Linked DNA regions of Gossypium hirsutum: region 1 is linked to region 2. Evidence: chromatin contacts called from public Hi-C data. All regions are on one chromosome and are shown on one strand. The core of a region is the stretch at or near the end of the contact, and the rest is flanking DNA. Distances in the headings are between cores, read along the strand shown.

Evidence for each region. A called contact is a pair of places that touch in the nucleus more often than the background predicts.
Region 1: a Hi-C map of hypocotyl shows a contact between it and region 2, with 2.5 times the contacts expected there. The contact joins the promoter of LOC107948926 here to the promoter of LOC107913699 in region 2. A contact is called at or near these places in 7 of 34 Hi-C or Micro-C datasets (hypocotyl, leaf and seedling).

What each region holds. Positions count from the first base shown.
Region 1 is chrD11:49,482,105-49,485,415 of Gossypium_hirsutum_v2.1, forward strand. LOC107948926 (probable ADP-ribosylation factor GTPase-activating protein AGD14) reads right to left here and starts at 1,804. Exons shown (of 13, transcript XM_016883593.2): 1 at 1,588-1,804; 2 at 587-648; 3 at 138-225; 4 at 1-45. The coding sequence starts at 1,683. It overlaps LOC107948928 (protein GrpE), which reads left to right and starts at 2,124. Exons shown (of 3, transcript XM_016883595.2): 1 at 2,124-2,701. The coding sequence starts at 2,450.
Region 2 is chrD11:49,220,725-49,223,806 of Gossypium_hirsutum_v2.1, forward strand. It overlaps LOC107913699 (protein FAR1-RELATED SEQUENCE 3), which reads right to left and starts at 1,646. Exons shown (of 6, transcript XM_016842361.2): 1 at 1,357-1,646; 2 at 814-984; 3 at 1-166. The coding sequence starts at 1,629.

The DNA of each region.
Region 1 (3,311 bases), core at 554-3,053, 260 kb after region 2:
TTGCTTCTGCATATCCCAATCTTTGAGATATATATCTCTTGCACGCTGAAAATTGTAAAATGAAGAACATCTTATAACCATCACAGTAAGCATCCCACTTTTCCATGGATAACAACAAATGAAACACTAGTTCAAACCTGATTACCGCCATTCTGAAGAGCTTCAACTTCTTGTGAAATGAACTTTGACATTGATACAGACTTTACACGATGAGTAAACTCACGACTGCAATACAATTTAACATAAACACAAATTACCACAAAGATGGGGCAAAAAAGGATAAAGATTTGAAAGACTTGATTCTGATTCATGTAATCCAACAGAATCATGCTAAGTAAAGACAAAGATGCAACCATCAACCAAATTCGAACAAATGATGAGATAAATCTTTAAGTTAAGGAGCTTAACATCATAAAAATGAGAAACAACAAAAGTTACAACAACGTTTAAATTGCAAAAATCATAATGTATTGATGTATACAACTGATAAAGTTACATACTACCAAATATGTAAAGCTTCACAAAAGTGACTATTATTTATATGGGAAAATTGTGGATGCTTGAGAAACTAAAAGAAAATACTCACTGGATCCCACTGCAAGCCATGCAAACGAAAGTCCAAAAGTTTGTGCAAACATACTGAGGACCCTGAAATGATAGAACTAAAAATTAATATAAAATAAATGGAGGACATTAAAATGGAAAAAAAAAAGTTCAACACTGGAAGCTCGAATAAAGTTAATTTAATCCATTCAAGTAATGCTGAAGAACCGGGTTAGCCTGATTTGAGCAGGAAAAAAATGGTAAAAACTTGGAAGTTGAAATCTGTTAGTCCAAGTTAATTATAAAATGACACGAAAAAGCAAATTTCAACACCCTTTTTAAAACATCTTATTTACCATCTTGAAATTCATTACTAATAGTTGCATTGTATTCATGAAATTCGAGAAACTCATTTTAATAAACATTTTCTATAACCTCAAATCCACCTTCGTTTTTTTTCTTTTTTTTCCCCTTTTTTTTTACTTTCCTAGACTCCAAACAGAACTTGACTATCACAACAATCGGCTAAAGTCATTTCTTACAAAATTAAAACCCCCAAAAAGAACACATTTCTAAAACCATTTACATAACCAGAAATCTCTATCCATCCTGCTTAACCCATCAACTAAAAAGAGACTTTAAGTAACAAAAAAGAACAAATTTCAGAACCCATCTCTTTTTTTCTATAACCTCAAATCCACCTTCGTTTTTTTTCTTTTTTTCCCTTTTTTTTTACTTTCCTAGACTCGAAACAGAACTTGACTATCACAACAATCAGCTAAAGTCATTTCTTACAAAATTAAAACCCCCAAAAAGAACACATTTCTAAAACCATTTACATAACCAGAAATCTCTATCCATCCTGCTTAACCCATCAACTAAAAAGAGACTTTAAGTAACAAAAAAGAACAAATTTCAGAACCCATCTCTTTTTTTCATTTTCCCACGCTTTGCCAGCATCCCTAGCACACCTTAACTATGAAAACCTCCTCCCGACCCGACCTCATAAAATAAAATTTAAAAGAAAAGCTTGAAAATATTTACCACGCTGTTACAGTTAATGCAACGACGATTAGGAGGCAGCTTCATGAGACCTCTTATTATCTTTTCGTTTCTTTCTTCTTCTTTTCTACTTCCCATTTCTCAATATAAGAAAATAATGATCTTCCAAAATTAACAAAAACCTCAAACAAACCCTAAAAAGCTTCAAAAAACCAATAATAAAAACCCAGCATGAATATTTTTTTGGTCGAAACCAAGGTAACCATCACCGATATCACCGGTAACAGTGACTATTCCCCTTGCTCTTCTAAGAGATATACGGCTGAACATAAAATATGCACCATCCCGGATACTTTATTTTGCAGCATGCATCGAGGGAAACTGGAAATTTTAGAGGTTTGGTTTTTGGGGGAATTTTTATTGTTTTTCCGAAAGAAAAAGGAAATGTTGATTGTTTTATACTCAGCTGTCTGTGATTGGGACAAGAACGCTCTGTGCCTTTCATTTTTTTTATCAAAAATATTATTAAAAATATGAAATTTAAAATTTAAATAATTTTATAACGCATATTGGATGGAATGGATATATTGCTCCTTCCACCAGATAAAGGTGGAAGAAGAAATTTTATATTGGAAATATATTTCAAAAAATTTAGTCAGAGGATGTGGTGAAGATTTATTTATGTATTTAAATATAATTTTAAATAACTTTTTTAATATAGTTATTATCAATCAATTAAGCAACGGTCGATAAGATCTGCTTAACAAACAATCATCCAACGGCCGAAATCAAACCTCAGCTTTTCTCTTTTATCTGTCTGTCACCCACCCCATTCTCTCCTCTCCCTACACCTCCCTCTCTCCTTGTACTCACTCTTCGCATTCTCAAGATAGTTTCTTCTCCCATGGCTACTCTCATTAAGACGCTGCCGTTTAAGTCCCCTCCTCCTCTAACTCCACCTGCTACAACCTTTTCCTTAAACTCTTCGAAGCCCTTCCATGTCTGCTTCAAACAAAGACTTCCTCCTTCAAGCCGTCCCCTCCGCTTCAGCTTCACTCCCTCTCTTCGCTTCCTCAAATTGGTTCCTTTTGCTTCCACTGGAGGTGAAACTGACACTATTCATACCCAACAACAAGTTCAAGAACCCCAAATTGAGGTAACTTACAATGGCTCCCATTTTTTTCTGGGTGTGAATTTCTTGTCCTAGTTTATACGTTTATGTTATATTTCTTGAAAAATTGATAATATCATGTATGGGTGTTGGAACTTAACGTTGAAGCTTGCTAGAAATGAGCAAAAAGATGGTAACTTGCTAATGTATAGAATTTAGCTGTATCGAGGAATTTTCTTATCGAAAATCTTCTGTTCTTTGTAGCTTTATCGATTGGATATGCTTCACCGACTATAGACGGCTACTTTTCCCACATTTAGTAGTTATCATGAGCATTGTTAAGTTGTCCTACGTTTATTGTCCCACACCATGTTCAAATAGATATAAGACATAGTTTATCGAATGTTGGGGCAATCAACTTTTTTTTTCTTTTTGTGGCTACTCGACACGGTATTGGATAATGTCGTTCACTTTAGCATTTCCCAATTACCATTTACTAAATAGTTTAATGCACGGAAGCTTTTTGATATTTCGTGGCTATCATAGCTTTTCTATGATTAGGAGTGTTTAGAGGGATTTTTAATGGAATCCAATCAAATTATTTTAAAATTCACATGAAGGAGCAAATGAGCAATTTGTGTGGATTGAAAAGAAT
Region 2 (3,082 bases), core at 396-2,895:
TGATTGGTGAAGCCCCAAAATCACCAAGATTAGTGCTGGTACTAGGATCATCTTGACGAGGCCACAAGGAATTTGGAATATCAGAAGATGGCAATGGTGTGAAAGATGGTGGTGTGTTTGCCTTTATCTGACAGGAAACACTGGTCCTTGGCAATGAATGTGGATGCTGGAAAAGATGAATATCAACAAGGCATCACAACCAAAAAATTAAATAAGATGAGAATTAGGAGGGGGGGGTTGGGAGAAGAATAACCATTACATTACCTTGCAAAACCGGCTTTCAATAGATATTGTAAACAGTCTAAAACTATTAATTAGAGTATATTACATTTACATCAGAAAGCTTAGCTATAAAAATCACTCTCATCTTTTAAGAAAAATATTTCCTAAACCTTTTCGGGACAAATTGCAACATCCTAGATCTTTTGGATTTGTGTGAAAGTAACAAGCCATTAATAAATCAATAATATAGCCTCTACATACATTGAATAAAAGGTTTTGAATTCAATTTGAATAACTATCACAAAGATCCTCAAGGTGAAACACTTATTGCAGCTTGTAACGACCCCTGAATATAACAGCTGTGTAAAAGTAACAAGTCGCTAACGAATCAGCTTGTATGTCCCCAATTCACATTGACTGTAAGGCACTGAATTCTGTTTAAACCACAATCATAAGTTGCCTAAATATTGCAAACAATATTAATAATAAATAACAACACCCAAATCACCAACTCGCATTAGCATAGCAGTAAACAGGCATGTAGATTTTTATTTATTTTTTTGAACAATTATGAAATAAGTTACTACTTACCTGTTCTTTTGCTAGTTCTTCCTTCCATTGACTCTGATATTTCTGCAACAATAGAACCAGAAGACTTTGCAAATCAAGTGACAAATCAGGCGGAAACAGCTTCAAAAGATCATCGCCATTGAAATTTTCATGTACAGATTTCCTGATAAGCAATCGAAGGCATGCCAATACCTATTCACCACATTTTTCGACATATTATTATTCAAGTATCAATTATCACTACAACATCAAGAAAAGAAAATCATTTATCAATTGCAATAAGCCTATAATCTAATTTAGTCTCCGGTAGATTATCACTTCACATTTTCAAAAAGAAAAAAAAAATCAAAAGCAAGAAGTTAAAAGTAAAGTGTATATTTAGTTATAAAAATAAATAATAATAGCAAAAATAACAAACAATTTTAAAACGCGGAATCCTTTTAATGTTTAACTTCCAAGTTTCAAGGTTTAACACTTCAAACAAAAACTACACTAAAACAAAGAAAAGAAAGAAGCGTGTTTGGTTGCAGAGAAAGTGCGAAGGAAAAAAAGAAGGAAAATTACAGGGTCGAGGTCGGGAAGGGAAGGGAGCGAAAGGAGAGATTGAAACCGAGACTTGTCGGGCGGGCGAAGACCGGACCTTCGTGTTTTCCATAGTGTTGTTAAAATTTGGTCAAGAATTTGCTCTACAGATGAAAGCTTGTGCAGTTGAAGATACAACGTGTCTTCCGCCATTTTTCTTTTCTTTTCCTTTTTTCCCCGTCGTCTTGGCTTCAGGTTATGAGGTTCAAACGACATGTTTAGGACTTGACCCGTTCTTATTCGGGTGGGTAACATTGTATCCGAATACCAAGTTCTTGGGCTTAATCCAATCAAACAGACTCTATTTGATTCTTTTTCTTTTTCAAAAAAAATCCCGGAAAAACTATAGATATGATTTAATTATTAAAATTCAAAATTTTTAAATTTTTTAATAAAAGTAAGGGTAAATTACATCATTAGTCACAAACTATGAGTAAATTATCGTTTTAGTCACTTAACAAAAAAAGTTACAATTTGGTCACTAAACTATTCAAAAGTTTTCATTTAAGTCATTTGGGCTATTAAAATTGATGTTATATAGTTTTCTCTATTCGCACTACATGCACCAATCGAAAGCTCTCTTTCTCCTTTTCTTCTACAATTTAGTTTTCTTTTCATTAAACAATTTTGGATATCACAAATCTGCAAACCAAAATTCAAATAACTTTTTTCTGCAATCTTCAACACTAACTGTCAGATTGACTCAGATTTAACGTATGTTTTTCTACTCGTCGATGGATACTGATTCATTATACCAATCATCGAATCGTCGTTTAGAGCGTTGGCGAAACATTTAAGAAAATCTTAACAAACTAGTGACTTAAATAAAAAATTTTGAATAGCTCAATGACTTAAATGAAAACTTTCGAATAGTTCAGTGACCAAAACAAAAACTTAACTATAGGTTAGTGACTAATGGTGTAGTTTACCCTAAAAAGTAAAAGCACGCAGATTAACCTACGTGAGATTCATTCTTCTCAAACCCATGCCATTTTCATCATCTTGTAACAGTTGGATGATTGTCAAAGGGGCCTTCTGTATGATACACACCCCATATGGTCTACCCAAAACAAGACTTACCATCCCATCCGCGGCGCAATTCCCTTTACGATAAATATGGACTACTTACACCTCCTATTTCCGTCTAAACATGGCCACGATTACACGCATTAAGGCATTTGGTTATGGCATTACTGATTCTTTTCTCCAATAAATGTACATCCAAATTGTTTGTCTCTAGGATAACTTTCCTCAAACCCATATCCCATGCACAACTCAAGGCATCGTAAATTCCCCATAATTTTGCATCACCAATTATACATGCTCCACACCGTCGTATGAACTCCATAACCCATTGGCTATTACTATCCCATATAATCCTCTCAACGGAAGCCAACTCCCCAATGGTCGTTGTTGCAGCATCAATGTTCACCTTATACCAACCACATGAAAGTCATTCCCCTCTAATTACTCGACTAACTCACTACCCTCTATTCACGTGTAACAATGTTGTTGTGCCAGCGCAGTTCTTGTCTCATCTCTCATTTAAAGCTTCTCGTAAGCACTCGTTCAACTTCCACATAGTTTGGTTCAAAGATCATCTTGTTCTTTCTAAGCCAAAGGTTCCAACAAACAAATCCAAAGAGTAGATCCCCATCCTTAGCCTCCTTTGCAAAATATGCAGTTACTTGAATATTTATAGGAATTC